Regions from separate parts of the Gossypium arboreum genome. Here region 1 is linked to region 2. A link is a contact called in public Hi-C data. All regions are on one chromosome and are shown on one strand. Each heading gives the region's core, a stretch centred on a gene start, on an enhancer-like site or on the middle of the called end of the contact. The rest is flanking DNA. Distances are from core to core; before and after follow the strand shown. Region 1 holds the start of LOC108479247 (E3 ubiquitin-protein ligase UPL3-like). Region 2 has its middle 66 kb from the start of LOC128285789.

What was found. Hi-C and Micro-C count contacts between places; a contact is called where the count stands out from the background.
Region 1: a contact with region 2 is called in a Hi-C map of leaf, with 1.6 times the contacts expected there. The contact joins the promoter of LOC108479247 here to the enhancer-like site in region 2. A contact is called at or near these places in 2 of 5 Hi-C or Micro-C datasets (both in leaf).

Annotation. Positions count from the first base shown.
Region 1 is chr12:5,900,109-5,907,387 of ASM2569848v2, reverse strand. It overlaps LOC108479247 (E3 ubiquitin-protein ligase UPL3-like), which reads right to left and starts at 5,311. Exons shown (of 17, transcript XM_017781724.2): 1 at 4,054-5,311; 2 at 3,579-3,689; 3 at 3,350-3,466; 4 at 3,101-3,271; 5 at 2,858-3,019; 6 at 2,097-2,345; 7 at 1,852-1,973; 8 at 335-1,766; 9 at 58-153. The coding sequence starts at 4,953.
Region 2 is chr12:5,798,136-5,804,970 of ASM2569848v2, reverse strand. No RefSeq gene overlaps it. Among protein-coding and RNA genes, the nearest start is that of LOC128285789, 66 kb to the left of the region's middle. Within about 2 kb of position 2,315, at least 2 of the 2 cell types and tissues checked have an H3K27ac peak or open chromatin away from gene starts, as enhancers often do. A contact at or near this core is called in leaf, where this site is marked.

The DNA.
Region 1 (7,279 bases), core at 4,062-6,561, 99 kb before region 2:
AAAGGAGTTTACAATCAACAAGGGGCTGCACATTTCTACAGGCACAATATAACTTACATCTTCATGTTCATCATCTTCATCATCAGAAATATCATCATCTTCAATCACCAAAGCATCATCAATCTCCACAGGGGACATATCCAATTCTTCATCCTAACCAACCAAATAAGGATCAAATGATGATCATTCAACAGGAAATAGAAAGAAAGGAAATTCCAGGCAAGCAACAGAGAAGAAACACAAGCTAAAAACAGGGAAGTCCCGACATAGTCATATTGAACATGACTGCCTTATTAACAAATGAAAAATCATATCTAATAATCAAAAAGCATACCTCAGAAGTAGAGTCGTCATTTACAGGTTTCATTGGAGCATCTTTATCCAGAGCAGCTCTTCTACGAGCAGCATTTCTTGTTTGAGGTCCTCTTGGCTCCTCTTTAGAAGGCTTCAAAACAGCCTTACCTTTTCCCTTTGATGAACTAGTGCTTTTCTCCTGTGATTGCTTCTTTCTGGCCACATCTCCAATATTAACAGATGATCTGGACCTTGAAGAATGGCGCCGGGTGGTAGAAGCAGGAGTTGAGGTAGACGGAGAAGATACATCAGTCCGGTTAGGTGTGTTCCCAGACTCAGAATTTCCAACAGTCAAAGAGAGTTTCTGAGAAGTGTCACTTCGTTGAACTCGAGGCCAAAGAAATTCTTCAACAGCTGCTAGACTTGCTAATGGGTCAATCAACACAATATTCGAAGAATAATCACGAAGAGACTTCTCTCTTGGCGCTCGACAGAGCCGCAACTTAAAAGGCTGAGCTAATGCACCTAAACCAGAAGAGAGGCGTGCACTCCCACTAGATGACCTAGATGAATGGCTAAGAACTACAGGAAAACGCTCTAAAGATGATAAAGCATTTTGAAGCTTCTGAACCAGGACAGTCATAGGAGCCATACTTCCTTCATCAACACTAGAAGGAAGAGCAACACTGATAAACAATTTGTATCTCTTAAGGGCTTGTTGACGAAGCTTGGGAAGGTGCACATCTGAAATTCTCTCCTGGGAGAAGTACCCGCAAGAAAAATAGTTTAACAAGGCCGCAACAACACCACTACCAATAAACTCAAAAGTGGATACACCATCCCCCTTGCTTAGTTCTGCTAGCATCTCAGAAATCACCCCAGTCAAATACTCTTCATTGCTAGTAGAAAAATCAACCCATGGAGACCCTGAAGCTTTAGATTTTCCTTTTGCCTTGGCCTTTTGATCGTTAACAGCAGCATTCAATTTCATGCAAAGATTTTTTAAGTGTAACAGATCATCTGTTACTCCAACTTCAACAGCCCCAGGATCAGAGGGGAAATACTTATCTTTAAATGCTTTAGCACATGCACTTACTGCAGTACGAAGACTGGAATTGGCTGTAGGAATTTCAACTGAATTAGTAGGTGAGCCAATATTTAAAGATGCTGGATTCTTGGACTCCTCCATAGAACTTCCTTCAAGATTAGAGTTACCACTACGTCGTCTGTATCGCCTAGAACGTGATGAAGCTCCAGATACAGACTCATTATCCTTCTCAAGTGAAGATGCTTGAACAGTAGTGGTATTTTGATTACCAATTAAAACAAGCTGGTCCACAGCATGAACCACGCCCTCTCGAACAAACATTTTGGAGAAAGTTCCAGGAAGCTTTTCCATGAGGATCTCAGCAATTTGCAGGGAAGGAACCAAGACATATGGATCTTTCCATGCTAAAACACCAGCCAAGAAGCTATAAGATCAAACACAATAATAAGTCGCTATAACCAATCATTCAATGAATATGTTAACGACTCTATTTTACTTAAGGTGGATACCTAGATATATTTGTCACACTTAATAGATTCTGAATCATCTCTGCACTGCTGAAGTACATTAGTTTTCCAATAACTGAGAGACATTTGTGGCGAACAGGGCTATTGACACTGGAACCATAGATCTGATAGACAAAAGATAAGGAACTATATAATACTAACAGACAAAAAGAAAATACCATAAAAGATAAGAGACAGTAACAACAATCAAGAGATAACCAAACTACCATCTGCAAAGAAAAGGCTACCTGAATGAGAACAGGAAGGAGATCCACTCCAAACTGCTGAAGAAGTTCAGGTTGATCATTCAATAGTTTCTCACGGGGTGAAACCTCAAGAGCATTTCGATTGGTGTCTTCTTGCTTCCCAGAGCTGCTAGTAGGAGACTTCTTCAAAATAGATCCTTTCACAAATATATTAGAGCTAGCAGGGAGGGAGATGGTTCCTTGTGGCAATGGAGGAAGAAGCTCATTTGCCAGATTGACAATCTCAAAAATCTACACAATCGTATAATCATATAAGAATTACAAGACCCATCAGACAAATATGGCTTACATGCATAGCTATTACTAATTTAGTATGTCAATATAGATTGTACAAAGTGCAAGAAATAAATATAAGTATTGAAAACAAGTAACTTTTAACCAAATAAAAAGGGTTAAACTTTCTGTCTTAGCATTTATACCATTTTCCTCACTGCTAGTAATAATATAACATTCAAACCTTACACGTATCATATGTACAAAGGTATATATAAACAACATGCAATGAAGACTACAATCTCTTCAGCCTTAACTAAAAACAGATACCACAAAACAAAAAAAACAACTGACATGCAATGTTCACAAAAATTGATAGTAAAGCTTGGAGTTGATACTGTGTGTCTTTAAAGGTTATACCATTTCCTCAGCTCCACTTGTATTAATATAGCATCGCACACGTGTAAACAGTTAAATAAACAGCTAGCAATAATAACTACCAGCTCTTCAGCTTGAATTAAAATTGTTACCTGCTCTGCCGGCTTGCTTAATGCGGGTGAAACAGATGAGTTAGCCGAAACACCAGAACCTGATAGTATATCTTTAAGTATGCCACTGATCCCAAGCAGAAGTAAAGTTTTTGCTCCCAAGGGAGACCCACTTGCACAAGTTGAGAGCAGCCGAATTAAGCCCTGAATTCAAAAACCAAAATGTCATGAAATGGTACATAAAATGCATTCAAATAGATAAACAAAGGAGCACCATCAATTCACCGTATATGTTGGTGTGCTCAATGATGCCTGTCCACCTCCAGAATTACTTATGGAAATGAGAGATGCAGCCTGAGTAACCAGTCCATAATTGCAAAGCTCATCTAATTTATCCGGGGAAGATGCAAAGGCTTCAGCAATGCGCGTTAAACAAACAGATGCATGCTCCAGCACCTAGAAAGATAGCTAACTGTTCAGGATGAATCATAATTGACAACAAATGACTCATCACTAATATGATGTTCAGGTTACCTTCGAATCATGATACTGCAAAAGATTTGTTAATAGTGGTACAGCTTCCATGACATAATCAGCTGCATCTGAAGGGAGTTTCTTGCACATATTTGCAGCAGTAGATAGTGCCACTCGCTGGAATATGGGATCAAATATAGGAAACAAACAAAATAAGAATCTAAATAGCAAGAAAATTCTCCACTCCATAGATGTTGATTAACACTCAAAATGTTCACAAATTAATTACCTGAACCCCAGTGGAGAAGAAATCCAAGTATGAAAGCACTGCCATGAGAGCACCAGCTCGCAGACAGGCAGTTGGGTGTTCTTGAGATATCTTCTTCAGAGCTTGTAGAGACTGTTGCAGCAATTCAACCAGAAAGATAAGAATGTGGAGGGGACCAAATCTACAGTTTTTCAACTTTCTAATTCAACTCCATAACTAAGAACAATAAAGAATACCCACAACATTAATTTTTAACAGTTAGTTAGAAACAAGCAAATTTTAAGTCAAATAGGCTTTCAGGAAAATGCTCAACCATCCCATGTTTATCAGTTGGGGGGCCAACTTCTAGTAGAATTAGCTAGTTGCAGTTCACCCTAGTTCATAATGAAATAAAAGATGTCGCTCAATCAGCTCAAGGGTGTTTAAGTTTAACCACATATTTGATCAATTTCATTTTCTAACAATCAATTATTTAGGAAGTAACCAAAATGCCAACCTGTTCAGCCAAGTCCATATACTCTATAGTGAGCAACCTAGCACAAAAACATGAAACAGCACCATAATGCACAACAGCAGCACATGAAGAAGGCAACACATCACACAAATGAGTAAGCGCCCTTGCAGCAAGAATCATGATATCAGGATTACTCTCGTGATTAAGCAATCCAACGAGCACGGGAACAAAGGAATCAACAGAAAACGTGCTCAACGATTCCTCAGTACCAATTGAAAGCATTTCACACAGCTGGGTCAGCGCCTCCACTTGCCTCCCTTCCTCTCCATCAGCACGCAATCCAGACAGAACCTTTTTTAACCTCCCACTTTGATGAGATGAAGACCCGGAACCCATTGCCGATGAGGGAAGCAAATCATCAAGTCCAGCACCAAGCTTCCTCAACAAGCCTTGTAACGCGCTGCTCGCTGACGTCAGATTCTGGTGCAAAATCCCTACACCGCCTTCGCTATCATTATCATCCTCATCGCCTCCAGAGGTATCCATATTTAATCCTAAATTTCTCTCAGGATGATTAGAATTGTTGTTGTCTCTATTGTCCCTGTCTCTATCTCTATCGCGAATCCTAGGATCATGTTCCTTTTCCTTTCCTCTATCAGAGGCAAGATTCGGATTGTCACTTGTCGTGGTTTGGTTAGCTTTGCTGGAACGGCGATCACGGCGGGAACCGGAAGAAGATTCGATTGTACTGGGGTCCATTAAGGCAGCGGAAGTACGTGATGTGCGGGAAGTACGGGAGCGAGTAACAGCGACAGTGGCGGCGGTAGCGGCAGAGGAGGAAGAGAGACGAACGCGTTTATGAGAGCGAGTGGTGGGACCGGAGGGAGAAGATGAAGGGGCAGCTGAGGAGGCCTCCGCCCGCTTCCGGCTCCGAGTTTCCATACAAAGGGGACCAACGCCCCTGATTATCGGACGGTCACCACCACAAGATCAGACGATTCCTGATCCGATTATTCGTTGCATCTTAACAACAGCTTATCGAAACCCTAGAAAACGAAAACAAAGGAATCCACGCTTCGGATAAATGTAAAACCCTAGAATTTACAATCAGGGAAAACCACGCCTTTGTCTTGGTTTTGAATGAAATAGAATTCAATGATTAATTAGGGGAGAATTTGAGCCCTAAAGAGATGAAGGTTAAGAGCGAAACTTGAAACCCTAAAGTGAAAATGAATAAATAAATAAAAAGGGTGAAGTTTTTAGAATATAACTTTAAATTTATCTATAAATTATATACAACCAGTTCTTAAATAAGCCTTTTAAGAGTTAATAAATATTCGAGATATTTTAAATTTTTATCATAAATACGTGTTATAGAATGGGAGAATAAATAAGACGGCTGTTATAGAAAAATTAATAAAAGGATGAAAATACGAGAGAATTTTATTATTTTATTTTTATTTATAATGTGTTATTTATAAGTTTATTTACATTCAATTAATAAAGGTATTACATTTAATGAATTAAAGTTTTTTAATTACTCTATTTAATAATCTCTTGATTATAAATTAAGTAAAGAGTTTTATCTCATTACTTTAATATGCTTAAAGGGGGTTATGACACCCATTTAATTTACAACACTCCCCCTTGGATGTCTTTTAAATAAGAATGCGCCTCATTAAAATCTTTATTAGGAAAAACTCTGTGGGATAAAAACCTAATGAAGGAGAAAGAGTACACAATCTCCTATTACAAGTTGCCTCGTACATAATCTCCTATTACAAGTTGCCTCGTTAAAAACTTTTAATAGGACAACTCAGTGGGACAAAACATTGATTAAAGGAAAAAAGTACAACATGTTTTAGACTCCCCCTAATGGCGACATCACATTATATCTTTGAGTCGACGCATTCCAATCTTGTTTCGTAGTCTTTCAAATGTTAAAGTTGGCAATGCCTTGGTAAAAAGATCTGCTAAATTATCACTAGAACGAATTTGTTGAACTTCTATGTCACATTTCTTCTCAAGATCATAAGTGAAGAATAATTTTGGTGAAATATGTTTCGTTCTGTCACCTTTGATATAACCACCTTTTAATTGAGCTATACATGCTGCATTATCTTCGTATAAGATAGTTGGCATATTTTCCTGTAAAGGCAAATTACATATCTTCTGGATATGTTGGATTAATAACCTTAGCCAAACACACTCTCGGCTTGCCTCATGCATTGCAATTATTTCATCATGATTTGAAGAGGCAGCAGCTAATGTTTGCTTTGTCGAACGCCATGATATGGCAGTACCTCCACATGTAAATAAATATCCCGTTTGAGATCGACTTTTATGTGGATCCGATAAATATCCAGCATCAGCATAACCAACTAATAGGGATTTTGAATCATTTGAATAAAATAACCCAATATCAATGGTCCCTCTAAGATATCTAAATACATGTTTAATTCCATTCCAATGTCTGCGTGTTGGAGAAGAACTAAATCTTGCTAACAAGTTTATAGCAAAAGCTATATCAGGTCTTGTGTTATTTGCAAGATACATCAATGCTCCTATGGCACTTAGATATGGTACTTTAGGACTAAGAAACTTTTCATCATTCTCACAAGGACGAAATTGATCTTTATTAATATCTAACGATCGTACAACCATCGGGTTACTCAATGGATGTGCTTTATCCATATAAAATTTATTTAAGATCTTTTTCGTATAAGTTGACTTATGGACATGAATTCCATCTTTTAAATGCTCGATCTGCAGGCCAAGACAAAATTTTGTTTTTCCGAGATCTTTCATCTCAAATTCTTTCTTTAAATAATTTACTGCATTTTGAAGCTCTTCAGGAGTTCCAATAATATTTAGATCATCAACATAAATAGCAATTATCATAAAGTTTGATTCAGACCTTTTTATAAAAAACACATGGGCAGATTGGATCGTTTTTATAACCTTCTTTTAACAAATATTCACTAAGACAATTGTACCACATACGCCGAGATTGTTTTAATCCATATAAACTTTTCTTTAATCTGATTGAGCAATTTTCCCGGGAAACTCTATATCCTTCAGGGATTTTAAATCCTTCTGGGATTTTCATATAAATTTCACTATCAAGTGTACTATACAAATAGGCTGTAACAACATCCATTAGACGTATGTCAAGTTTTTCACGTACTGCTAAACTAATAAGGTATCTAAACGTGATTGCATCCACCACAGGAGAATATGTCTCTTCATAATCAATGCCGGGCCTTTG
Region 2 (6,835 bases), core at 1,066-3,565:
TGTGGATGTGGTCCTCCGATCCGCTTCTGCAACTTTTAAATAGATTAAAGTGTTTAAATGTCTTGATGGTAGTGCGGATTGGTCCTTGGTCTGGCAAAATGATGCGCCACATATCCCCTTGCAGCTCCTCTCTTAGTTGCACCTCCAGCTCCTCTCTTAACAGGTTACACTACAAGGGCCTCATTCCTTCCGGTAAGGTCTCCTAAGGCCTCCTTCATAGCCCCTTGCATCTCCTCTCTTAACTACACCTTCATCTCCTCCTAGGACTTCGCTATGTCGGACTTTAACTCATCAAGGGAATCCTTAATGTCCTCCAGTCAAGTTGGGACATCACTCACTACAGACTCAACATCGATCATTCAGGTCTCCATGATCGCCACAAAGTCCTTTGAGCTCCCTCATGAGCCTCCTTTCTTGCTCTTCATTGTCACTCGAGTCTCCACCACCCTTTCCCCTTGCTTGCTCCTCTTATCTGATTTGTAGTCATCTCTCACTCACCACAAGAGCTAACTGCTAACTCTGATATCATTTGTCATAGGTCGAGACTCTAACTCTGCCAATATGCAACCTTAGGCACTAGTCTTTCACCAACAATGCCTAAGTCAACCTTCGATCCTTGCTTCGGAGAGTCCCTTAACAAAGCTCTAGGCCTAGAGAAGCACACCCACATCAAATGAGAACAAAAGGGAGTTGGGATAATCTGGAATTGTTATTATTCAATAAGTTAACTTATGTTATAAATGGAGGGGTGCCTTCCTTTATATAGGCCAAACCCCTTTGATCCAACTGTCACGATCAAATACAATAGATAATCAAGAACTTATTTTTAGAATATTTTATACAACTCTTTCAAAAGGTTCTACTTTATTCCACAAGGTTTGGATCTCTTCCTTGAGCTTCCGGATTTTTGGTACCCCAGACCCATTCTTCTCACATGTGCACTTTTTTGGGCCTGTTGCAGCTAAGGGGGCCTCCCTAGGCCCTTGTTGGCCACCATTCGCACCTTAGGGCCTCCACCTGTACTTGGGGTGGCTTGCTCCACACCTTTGGGTGACCGTGACACCAGCCTATGCTGCTTCTAAATCAGTACTTTGTTGAGTCTATATGGTGCTTATGTATGATCATAATCTATTTGGATGAAAACATTGTCTAATGCCAACCAATCTTTAGCTGATTTAATCAATCTTGGACCGAAGCATTGTGCAAATAAATCTATTCTGCTATGATTCCTAGACTAGTAAATACCTAACTCCTAGATTGGTACATGGTTAAATTGATTGAAGTTGTTGGTTGGCGTCATCTATTTTTCTCTCATGATGTTATCTTCAATTAAGCTATCATTGATTTATTATCATTCTATTTCCTTTGAACTTCATCTTTTTTCGTGTGATTTTTCTTAGAAGTTTGGCCAATCTTTTGTCTGATGCATGGTAGACAGGATGAGGATGCAATGGTTTCTTTAGTGATTATGCAGAATAACGTAAGGAACGTTTTGAACTTGTTGGCCCTACCTATTCTAATTGTAATAGTGGCACAGGTCTCTGGGGCTGCTGCCGTGGTGATCCAGTTATTCGCAGCTACTTTTATGAGGTACCTAAGCTAAGGTTACTTGGTCTCTCTAGAACAAAACATGCATTATTCTCTAATCAAATAGTCGAGCTTGGTCTGATCGTCTCACTAGCTTTCTCTAACATGATATCCCCTCTTACAGATCGAAACATATTGGTAATATCCGTAGACGATGAAAATTCAAGAGTTGGAAGAAAATAATAAGCACATGGATCTACAGTCCCATGACGTATATGTTACAGACACTTTATTTTGACGCCCGTAGGAACAAAAACTTTTAAAACAAGGTCCGAATCAAGTGCCCCATGGATAATGCATACCAGAAATAAATGATAAGAAAAATTGAGGTCAGGTAAGGTGAGTTTGTGTCGAGGAGAGAGGATGGGGATTTGGATGTCTGAAACTGACCTTCCGCTAAGGTTAAAGCAGTCCCACATGCAGCCAAAAGATTTAAGAGGTAGGTTGGTAGGTAGGTAATGTCATCTTCAGCTTTTCCATCTATCTATTTAGGACAGCTCTCTTTTTGTTCCTCCACCCAAGCACATGACATCCAGGTGCTGCTGCGCTGGCTTGCTTGTCAGCCCACTCCAATTATTGCAACCTTAACCCACATTTAGGATCGCAAGTAACCAATCACGTAATTATAAAATCCCAATCTTTATAACTACAAAAATGAAACTTTAATCTGATAAATAAGAATAAATATAGATGCTGAAGTTTCATACTTGACATTTGTTAAATTTGAGCTTTTAATGATGAGTGCGTGAATGAATTAAGGATGACAGTGTTTCACTTCAGTTGTTGATTTTGGTAGATCCGTTCTTAGGCCTTTAATCTATGTATTTAAAAAGAATTGCTAAAAGAGCCAACAACCTAACTGATTGTGATGATGATAAGCGCCGTCTGATTGACACAAGTGAGGCACCAAACAATTAATGCATGTAGGGTAGGGTATACGCAGGTTTATCAATGCTAAATTGTGCATATATGCTAATTTTGTTTTTTAATTTATTAAATAGGTTTTTTTTAATTTAAAGAAATAAGTCAATTTTGAAGAGATTGAGTGAAATTGCGCCTAATCAGACGCGCTTTCATTATCTCTCTTTAGACTCTTTTTTAATTTTTTTAGGTTTAGGCTTAGGGTTAGGGTTAGAGTTAGGATTAGGGTTTTATTAGTAATTAGGGTTTAGGGTTTTAAAAGTGAAATCGTGAAAGTTTATAGGTAGATTTGAGGGGTTGGTATGCGATAACACGTCTCAGAATACATATGTTTCATATATCATGTCGGGATAGGATTATCACCTCAGAAACTCATATTATGAAAGTTAGGTTTCGAGGTGATAGTGCTTGATACGGTTAGAGGTCGAAGTCTAAGTGAAGGTCCCAATCAGCAGCCGTAATGGAGTCACAGGTTCGAGTATAACCAAGGTCCAATTGATGGTCGTTATGTGGTCATGAGTTCAAGCTTTTTGGATACCCGCAAATGATACCTTATATATATCATACATAAGTTGAGGTCATAATCATAGGGAAAAACGAAGGGCTTTCCAGTGTAATCATAAGTAGTCGGTATCTTTAACTTTTCTTTCTTATCTGAAGGCTGACACTGAGGTGAATACAAGAGGATTCTCAGGCAGTAAGCGGATGTTCCGGCACAATAGAGGTTAAACTAGGGTTGGTGCGGCGACAGTTCTATTTATTAATGAGTTGTTTAATAACGAAAATCGTTGTCACCCCAAAAAGAGCATCACTTTTACTGCATCGCAACAGCCATTGCTCGCTTGAGAGTCCTCCTCGTCAACAGCATTGTCAACCTTGAGATAAGAAAGAAGGTTAAAGATACCAGTTATGGGAAATAGAGAAAAAAATTATGTCGATTATAGCGGAAAGCCCCACAATTTTTCCCTATGATTATTCGTTCAAACTTCTGTATGATATTTATAAGTCAACATCTTCGAGTATCCGAAAAGTTCGAGCTTATGTCCGTATAACAATTGTAACTAGCTCCCTTGTTATACTCCTATCCATGACCTCATAATGGATGTTGATCGATACCTCTATGTAGACTTCCACCTGTGACCGTATAAAGCAAAATCACCCCATAACCCAACGTCCACAGGATGGGTTTTTGAGGTAATGGTCACATCTTGACAGGATATATGAAATATGTGTTCTCAGAGCGATATTACATCACTGATGACTCAAGAATACCTCAAACCAAAAATTTTATTAACGAAAAAAATTTTTAACACTGAAATAGGAAAGAAAATCGAGACAGAAATATTTTAAAGTGGAGGGATGAAGGCCAGAAGAGATGATGGTTTAGGGATAATAAAGTTTAGAGGGAGAGCCATGCTTTTATAGGTACAGGGGTGAGATTACAAAGGAAAAAAACCTGGTGGTTGAAAATGCATCATAGGAGAGGCTTTTTCATCGAATATCTAAAAAGCGTGCTTCAAATCTTACTCGGGATTCTTGAGGTTAGAGCACTTTTGGTAGAATTTTAATGGAAATGGTAAAAAGCTCGTCTAGCTGGGCGAGCTTTCTTATTAACATGGCAGGAAAGAGCGCCTAGCTTAATGTGCTTTTCATGTATTTAATGGAAACCACATCCAGCTTGGCGTGCTTTTTTGCCACATCAGTAGGAAAGCTTGCCCAGCTAGATGAGCTTTCTTACCATTTTCACTAGAAGTCTACCAAAAGTGCTTTAACCCTGGGAATCTCGGGTAAGATTTGAAGCATGTTCTAAAGAAGTGAATACCCTTTGAAGCATGTGTCTGATGAAATTAGTTGATTTCTGAAACACGTTTTCGAGCACAAAAGAGTGTTTCATTATTATTCGATAAAAGTATGTATTTCTGAAATGCATTTTGAAGCGTGGATTAACTCTTTCCTTGTTCTAGTTTGCTATTAAAGTACCGAAGTATCAGAACTTAGACACATAGCAAATTCGTATGAAATATTGAAGAGTTGCACTGCAAGTGTCGTCTGTATTTCTTTGGATAACCATCTAAATATTTTTTTGGTTCTAAATATCTATTTCGTTTTAAATTGAAATGAGTTGACAACTGAAATTCGTTATTTACTACGATGATCAAATTTGCAATACGGAAGTTGAGGTCGTATTTGTAGGAGCCCAGTCTGTGGAATTAGCTTTTGACGATACCATTCAACTTTTTTTACAACTCTCCAGTTGCTTATATAGATTGTTGGTTATGCTTGCCAGCATATAACAATGAGCTATCTCATCAGACTCTTCCCAACGTTTTCTAGCCTTGGCTTGAGTGGCCAGATGGCACTTAGTATCAAGAACTATTTTAAGTTTCTCACATCTCAGGACATTATTAGGTTCCTTTTCAATTCCTTATAGTTGTTTATGTTCAGTTTGTTTTCAGTGAGTATGTTCAGTAAGGGAGTTGGTGTCATTTTCAAACTAAAAATAAAAACATCCATATATTGATATCTTTGTATTAAGAAAATGTTTGAAGACGTTTTGCAACATTATCATATGCTTTAAGATGATGCATGTATCTTACATTAAACTTTGAAAATATTTGTAAACCGTTGCAACGATAATTCCAACACCCATTGAATCAAGCCACCGTGGGGTGACCATGATCAACTAGTAAGAACATGGATTTACATCTAATTAGTACATAAACCTAATTCCTTAAGCATTCATACGTACTAATAATCGTGTAACATTTTGTTATCATTCTAACTTAAGTAGAGCTTCGTGGTAAGTTACTTAACTAGAAGATCTTGAATGTATAAGTATCAGCTCAACACCTATCACATCATGTACCACAAATGAGTCATCGTAGGATAATCTCATCGAGTAGCATGCTTTGACTTATCCTCTTTTGAAGATATAATTTCTTAACCTATTGTATGATAATGCCTACCATAAGGGTCAGTCCAATTATCATTTGATCATAAGAGAATTCTTATTGCTTTCAGGAAATTTCTTTAGTGAAATCCACATGGCAATCCTACCGTGGGCAGTGCACTTGTCATGCCATCAAAAAGACCATTGATGGAGGCCGTAGATCTTATTTAAGGACTTTCTCCCACTCAATATTTTAAAAAAACATGCATGGTTTTTATAATTTTCGGTTTCAATCATGTATGATCAATATATGCATGAAAAGTACATGTGACATTCTTTCCTAAACTATATGGCATGCTTATCTCATATATGCATGGCATTCTATGACAATTTTATAATATTCACATTCAATTATTCACAAGAGTCAATCAAACAATTTTGTTTCTCCACAAATTTTCTTTTAAGGGAAATATCGAAAAAGTGAATATGAACCGTGCACTAGATAGGTTTCCAGGAAAGGGAGGTGAGACATATTTGATCACTTAAAAACCAAGCTTTTCATTGCCAGATCCAATCCTAGACAAACACCTTATCATTCCCAAACTTCTCACAGTAATTGAATAGCCTAAAGAAGTGAATGGAACAATACAACACATGTATTTTCTCATTACCACACTTCTTACCTTTAATAGATAAACTGTAGATCATCTCATACATATATATCACAATCATATCATAAATAATTATTAAACAGATATATAAAGAGATGGGTAATAAAATAAAAATGTCAACTAAGGTTTCTATGGTCCTATTTCTAGAAAATAAATGAAAAAAAAAAGTTTTTTGCCATAAGGCATTCCTTATGTCTTCGACCACCATCGCTCTATCTTCTCCTTGTCATGGACTATTTTTTTGGAAAATTACATTTATATCCTATGTTCGTTTCTAGCTCACAAGAATTTTATAAATAAAAATTAATCATACGTGGAGATGATAGTCTACGGTCTATTTCCTAAGAATTACAACCTTAGCAAAAAATAATAATTATATAAAATATATATATAATATTGCATTCATTCACATACATTCCTTTAAACATGCGAATAATTATAAGAATGTCCTATTTTATCAAATATTAATCAAACAAGATGAAGAGAGAGATTTGATCTTGGTTTACACCATAAATATAGCACAACCTGACACTCTATTGATGGAAAAATCCTGGTTTAAAAACAGTTTTCTTCCACAACGAAAAATTAAAATTTTGAAAACCAACCCAGTTTGTGTTATTTATAACAATAAACCTTAATCGAATTTGTACATGTGTTTTAGCCTAGTTGGCGTTAAACTGTTCCCGACTTTCAACCAAATGATGTTATCTGCTATTCTTGTACCACGAACTGCTTCGAGTGTGAACTCAAACCAATTGAATCGAAA